Regions from separate parts of the Zea mays genome. Here region 1 is linked to region 2. Evidence: chromatin contacts called from public Hi-C data. All regions are on one chromosome and are shown on one strand. Each heading gives the region's core, a stretch centred on a gene start, on an enhancer-like site or on the middle of the called end of the contact. The rest is flanking DNA. Distances are from core to core; before and after follow the strand shown. Region 1 holds the start of LOC100281078 (arogenate dehydrogenase). Region 2 holds the start of LOC100217271 (UDP-N-acetylglucosamine transferase subunit alg13).

The links. A called contact is a pair of places that touch in the nucleus more often than the background predicts.
Region 1: a Hi-C map of bundle sheath shows a contact between it and region 2, with 2.1 times the contacts expected there. The contact joins the promoter of LOC100281078 here to the promoter of LOC100217271 in region 2. A contact is called at or near these places in 6 of 25 Hi-C or Micro-C datasets (bundle sheath, ear, endosperm and 2 more).

Annotation. Positions count from the first base shown.
Region 1 is chr6:95,119,048-95,122,497 of Zm-B73-REFERENCE-NAM-5.0, forward strand. It overlaps LOC100281078 (arogenate dehydrogenase), which reads left to right and starts at 1,447. Exons shown (of 1, transcript NM_001153997.1): 1 at 1,447-2,765. The coding sequence starts at 1,508. The coding sequence ends at 2,557.
Region 2 is chr6:94,927,354-94,930,822 of Zm-B73-REFERENCE-NAM-5.0, forward strand. LOC100217271 (UDP-N-acetylglucosamine transferase subunit alg13) reads left to right here and starts at 1,797. Exons shown (of 4, transcript NM_001143623.2): 1 at 1,797-1,906; 2 at 2,134-2,332; 3 at 2,690-2,786. The coding sequence starts at 2,168.

The DNA.
Region 1 (3,450 bases), core at 197-2,696, 190 kb after region 2:
TGCTTCGAAGGACGAAGGACTTTACCGATTAACATTTTCTATGTTGCCTTGTTCTTGACTCATAGCATTTGAGAACAAGTCCCCAACACTTTCCATATGATAAGGCTCTAGAAACCTTTCTAGGAATCTGGAGGCTAGTTTGAAAACTTAATTTTTTTTCAAAATTAGAAATGATTGAGAGAAAATTTAGTTCGTTTTCATCTTAATCTCCTCTAACCTCTAAGCGAATTTGAGTTTTTACTTTTTAAACTAGTCCGAAATATTCCTACCCCCGGTGGCAGTACCAACCGCTTTGGCCTCCAAAATCTAATAGTGAGCTTGCACCCACGGTTCTAGTAGGCAAAAACAAAATCACATTTGTATTCCTCTTGTCATATTGTGAGCTTGCACCCACGGTTGTAGTAGTGAGGCAAATATAGCATGGATACCACGATTAACACGTTTGGTACTAACGTCCTCGTCAAAAAGTAATACATTGGCATAAATTAACAGATATGGGCATCCCATTGTGGTAGGCAGGAATGGCAGCTTACTGTCCATTTTAAAAAAAGAATAACTTAATTATTTCCGGCTATGCATGACTAGCTGTCTAGTACATTAAAAATTTTAGATTCAAACAAAGACATAGTCACACTCACATATGCCACAACCATATAACATGACAAATTACAAACACAATCAATTATTAAAGTTCTGACCATTTTTAACAAAGATCTGTATCATTGCGATTGCGACTTTGTTGATTTGCCTCTTACAACTACTACAAGAACGGTTAGAAAAAATGATGATATTGAAACACACCCGTTCAATTTTTAGAGAAAATGATGATATCGAAATACTACACTTATCTATTTACCCATTGTTAATTCTACAGTTTTACCACTATTAATCATTATTATACCTTAAAGCACGAGTTTCGTCTTATGTCGTCCCTCTATTCTGGCACTTATTGTTCTCTACTACTACAACCCATATCCATTTGTGTTAAGCAAAAGAAAATCTTGTAATATATATACTAATATTTTGAAAATAAAAAATATAATCATGTTTAAATAACTATTTTATTTATGTAAAGTCTATATCTATATGATATAAAAAACCGTGATAATATATAATCACTAACCACTAAAACTCTATATAATAAGTGCATGTTAGTATTTACTCTATTTTGTTATTTAGTTTTAAAATCTAATATTTATATGCACTGATTTATCTTTAAAAGTACTTTTATAAAAATATAGATGTATTAAAATTTTATTTATATTAAAAAATATTGATTAAAACTATATTTTAGAGACGTGTGGTTGTGCTAAACGATAATTAATAGAATACCAGATAGATTACTCCTTGAGTCGTTAGGTGTGCCTGATGTGAGACACACTCACTGTTTCACACAGTCACACACTCCCACCTTAATTCTCCGAGGAAACGCCAGAGCAAGCGGCAGCGGCAGCGGCAGCGGCAGCCAAGAGCAGGCGGCAGCCCAACCCCAGGTCCCCAAGCAAAGATGCTGTCGTCTTCCACCTCCACCCTACGCCTCCACCAACCAACCCGCCCCCACCCGCCGGCTGCGGCCGCGGGAGGCGCCACCCACCTGACCTCCCCGCGGCGGTGGCGCGGGCACTCCCCGGCGCCCCTCCGCGCGCTGGACGCCGCCCAGCCGTTCGACTACGAGTCCCGCGCGGCGGGGCCGCTGGAGGAGCGGCAGCGGCTGAAGATCGCCATCGTGGGGTTCGGCAACTTCGGGCAGTTCCTGGCGCGCACGTTCGCGCGGCAGGGGCACACGCTGCTGGCGCACTCGCGGACGGACCACTCGGCGGCGGCGTCCGCGCTGGGCGCCGCCTTCTTCACCGACCCGCACGACCTGTGCGAGTGCCACCCGGACGTGGTGCTGCTCGCCACCTCCATCCTGTCCGCGGAGGCCGTGCTGCGGTCGCTGCCCCTGCACCGGCTCCGCCGCAGCACCCTCTTCGCGGACGTGCTCTCCGTGAAGGAGTTCCCCAGGAACCTGCTCCTGAGCTCGCTGCCGCCCGGCTTCGACGTGATCTGCACGCACCCCATGTTCGGGCCGGAGTCGGCGCGCGACGGGTGGGACGGCCTGCCGCTGGTGTTCGAGCGGGTGCGCGTCGGGGACTGCCCCGCGCGCCGCGCCCGCGCCGACGCGTTCCTCGGCGCCTTCGAGCGCGAGGGGTGCCGGATGGTGGAGATGTCCTGCGCCGAGCACGACGCGCACGCCGCCGAGACCCAGTTCCTGACGCACACCGTCGGGCGGATGCTGGCCACGCTGGAGCTGCGCTCCACGCCCGTCGACACCAGGGGGTACGAGACGCTGATCCGCCTCGTGGACAACACCTGCAGCGACAGCTTCGACCTGTACAACGGCCTCTTCATGTACAACAAGAACTCCACCGAGCTGCTCAACCGCCTCGAGTGGGCCATGGACTCCGTCAAGAAGAGGCTCTTCGACGGCCTCCACGACGTGCTCCGGAAGCAGCTCTTCGAGGGCTCCCCGCACGCCCCCAACGTCTCCTCCTCCTCCTCCAACGTGCGCAAGTAGCCATCCTCCCAATGTCATATGTTTATTAGTAAAAAGTAAAAGATCCAGCCCCAATTCTCCTTCTCTTCTCCGACCACCACCGTGCTTGCCTGCCGCTCATGTCACGGTCGACAGCCTGTATCTGTATCTGTTATTGGGAATTTGGCAGCTGGCCGTTGGGATTTGTGATATGGTGATGTAGAGAATGAATAAAGCGGCAGTCTTTGTGCATTGCGAGTTCCTGATAGCAGGACGAGGGAAGATCAGAAGCAACCTCAAATAGCCTGCTGCTTGCGTATGTTTTGCACTGAGGATCTTGGATCAGGAGCAATTTCCAGCCAAAAACCAGATGGCTTTTGGTCTCTTGTGTGTAAAATTTATAAATTCTTTAATAATACACTGATAAATTTGAAAGAAAAAAAGTTATATCATATAGAGAAGTTGAGCTCAATAACTCTGAATAATATTTTTGGCTAGATTCGTCGTTGTCATTGTGGGTCCATGGACGCTGCTGATTACGGTTGGTAAGCTGCTTTCTTGATTGACAGCGGTGTCAGGAACACTGCTAGGGATCAAAAAAGTACTATTGCCACTAAAAAAACAAAACGGTGTGCTTTGGCTGCACCACCGTGGAACACTGCATCTGAGACGAAGGTTTGGCATGGATTGGAATGGGATCTATGCTTCCTTGGATCTGTACGAGATTCGTTCGAAACGGCGTGGCCCAGGGTCGGGTCTGCCTGTCTACAACAAAACACAACGTTGTTGTTGTTGTGGGGGCTGCGGTAGGTAGGAGGAGTATATATACTTAGGTTTTAATGGTGTTGTTTCAGTCTCTCAAGGGCCAGATTAGGATTCTTATCCTTTGGGTTTTCGACTTGCGGTTGAGTGGTCTCTCGGCAGCTCCAAGAGCT
Region 2 (3,469 bases), core at 547-3,046:
ATGTATGTGTGTGTCTAGAGACGATATATCAAAAACTGTATACGAAGAAAAATTAAAATAACTCGTATTTATTTTGAAATGGAGAGAATAACCATATACGAAGGATGCACCATTATTTTCACTTTGATGGACTTGATAACGAGTTAAAGGCATCATGCTGCACTATGTGGCGCAATGTCTTCTGCACATTGTGATCTGATCAGTCTTTTTAGCTAAGGATTCAGCTATCTGCCTTGGTCTGTTGGTCACACCTTTACTTGTCGTGGGTTGCTGGGCGCTATCTCTTATTATCCTTCAGTTTTATAATATATACTTGTTCGTACACCGACTATGCTCTTTGTGCATGGCACCATCGATCATGCATGGTGCGCGTGGATCGGGTCGCATGATCTCATCCATCTGCATCATGCATCTTCAGTTCAGAGTTCCGTATTCTCCAGAACAAGATTATGCATTAGAATTCAGACAGAGAAATAATGCCTCTCTCAGTTGTTGTGGCATTAATGATCTCTCGTCTTGCACTACGCTGACCACCAGCAGCGCAACCAAACTTGTTACCGCCGTTACTTAAGTGTGAATCACTACCGTTACTATTCACGTTACATTTGATGAACCAAACAACACTCTAGTGTTTAGAGCGCGACATTAAGCTCCACACTCATGCATGCTATGTGGTTTTCTCCCCCTTGCATTTTGGTGTGTTCATGTCTTCGGTTCTTTTTTTATGAAGCATAGCATAGACATAATATTCACAAATATAAGTGCAACCAATGCAAGCAAATCTTGTGTTTGATTCTATTGTCTCCAAGATGCTATCCGGCTATCCATGGATCATCGACAATTCGTTTGTTTTTTTATTAAAGGGAATGACTTGGAGAGGAATATGGCACAATTTCATCCAAATATGTGCATATTTTAAACAATAATGATTTCCAAATTAACATAGAGTAAGTACTAAGGTGTGGTTTGGTTCACATATTTATAACGTGGTGGGTAACTGATAACGTTAGATCATATTTATTTAGATCCTACCATTATCAGATACTATACTAGAAATTAATACTAGCCTATTCAAACTTGCTACCACTGATAATCGAACATGAATCATTACCATTGTCATTTACTTTATATTTGGTGAACCAAACGACACCTAAGTGCATCCTCAGTCTCCTATTTTATGTAAGATGCATATGCATTTCAAGGTTATTATATATACACTTTCGAAATCTTTGAGCAGCAATGATATAAAGGCCCCTTTTTAAAAAAGGAAAAGTAGAGGAATTTTGGAGGATTAGAATCATATAGGAAATTTTCCTATATAGCCCTTTGGAATAAAGGATTGAGTTCCTATAAAATTCTTATAGGATTGCTCATTGTAGTAAGATTTTGGAGGATTTCTAACAAGAGGTCCAACCTCTTGAAAACTTTCCTTTGTGTCTATCTCTCTCCTCTAATTCTTGTGTTCTTTATATGCTACATCCAAGCACTCTAATTGATGTTTTCCTGTATTTTTAATTCTTGTAGAATTGTAGTTGTCATACAGCTCTATTTCTACGTTCTAAAGTGGGCCTAAAGGAAGTTACTTGCTGTTATTCTACGTATTAGGTAGGGAGGCCCAGCCAACGATCTAAAGGAAGGGCGGATCCCGTGGGCCAAATCGTAGCATCAACTAATTTGATCGACCAATTCGGCCCGTAGGCTTTCTTTACGTTCAGATCCCGGGTTGCCCGGCTGCCCCCCCACATCAAAGACCAAACCGAAGCTGGCAAATGTACCAATCCTCCTCCTCCGATCACTGTTCTCCTTCCTCCTCTCCGCTCCGTTGCCGACGGCCCTGCGCCCCCGCCCCGGCTCCCCGCCGTGCCCTGCGCCTCCGCCGCGCCCTTACCTCCACACCTCAAATCTGGTGCCTTACTACTATTTATGTGGTGTTTCTACGATCCTTGTAGTTATGAAAGCTGCCTTTTGCTACTATTTTTTTTCCGCATAAGATCTGCTCCCATGTTCCTAGCTACCAGGAAATTAGTACATGGTTGGAACAAACAGCTTGGTCTGTTCTTCTACTGCATTTATTGTTACAAGTTTTACCTAACATTGCAGCATTATCTAATTTCCTGTTTTCTTTGCCTACAGCTTTGTAGCATAAGCTCGCTGCTTGTTAGGGTCGATGGCAGAGAGGGAGCATCGAACAGTATTTGTCACGGTGGGGACCACGTGCTTTGATGCCCTTGTCATGGCCGTAGATTCTCCGGAAGTGAAGAAGGCTTTACTGCAAAAAGGTTACAGTAATCTTCTCATTCAAATGGGCCGAGGAACATATGTTCCATCCAAGGTCAGTACGCTTGTACCTCTGTAGTAAACTAACAACTATTTAATTCCTGTCTACTAGTTTGCATTATGACAATCTGTACTCTTTCTTATAGGGATGTTCGTAACTGGTGATTTAAGTCATCCTAAATGAAAAGGCAAACTGAAAGCACAACATATATGTTTTTTTTGGCAAATGGATGTCATGCAAATTTATTTGCGCAAATTTACTCTTCCTGTCCAACTTGTTTCACCAGCTGCTTACTTTAATCGTGTTAACCATGCTTTCCCTTTTTAAATATTCATGTGGTACCTTAGTCCCCTGTTTCTAATTTTACAGTGAAGTTAATACTTAATAGTATTTATCTATTTGGGACTACAGGTCTCAGGAGATGCTACCCTTCAAGTTGACCATTTCACATTTTCACCAAGCATCGCTGACAATATGAGAACAGCTTCCTTAGTTATCAGCCATGCAGGTACGTATAGTGTTTCCAAATGGCGGAAAACATTGGAATATGTTCCATGGTGTTATATATTTTCCTGGCCAAATCTTGAAATTGCCAGCTTGAACTAAATGCGTCGGAGAATTCTTTTTCCAGTAATTGTATCTATGTTAGACCATAAAATGTGAAACGGCACACTTCCTTTTAGATTGTTCTTCTTTTTCTATTTTGGAATGATGAGATATATACCAGTTTATCGCATTCTTTGTAATCTTAGCTACTTTCACGCTGTCTCTGTCTCACTTCCTTATTCATCTGATCTGATGAAGTGACTGAGATTTGAGAACCTTTCATCCTTAGAGGGTGTTTGGTTTCTTTAGTCACACTCCTAAACTTTAGTCCCTAGAAATCATATCATATTTGGAAGACCTATTTTAGTTACCCCATTTGGTATTTTAGGAACTAAAAGTGACTAAAAGTTTAGGAGGTGGGAACTAAACATCCTCTTAATAGATGCAAGAGAACCAGTAAATGATTAAGGGGTTTAGTCCCTAAACTACCAAACAGTGTGACTTAAATAAGGCCTCTCAAATAGAAATTTTAGGAGGGTAACTAAAAAAACCAAACACCCCCTAAGGACTAGAACCTCTGGTGTTAAGAACCATGTCTCTGTTGTCATGAAAGATCGCTAGGTTACCCTAGAATCCAGGACAGTA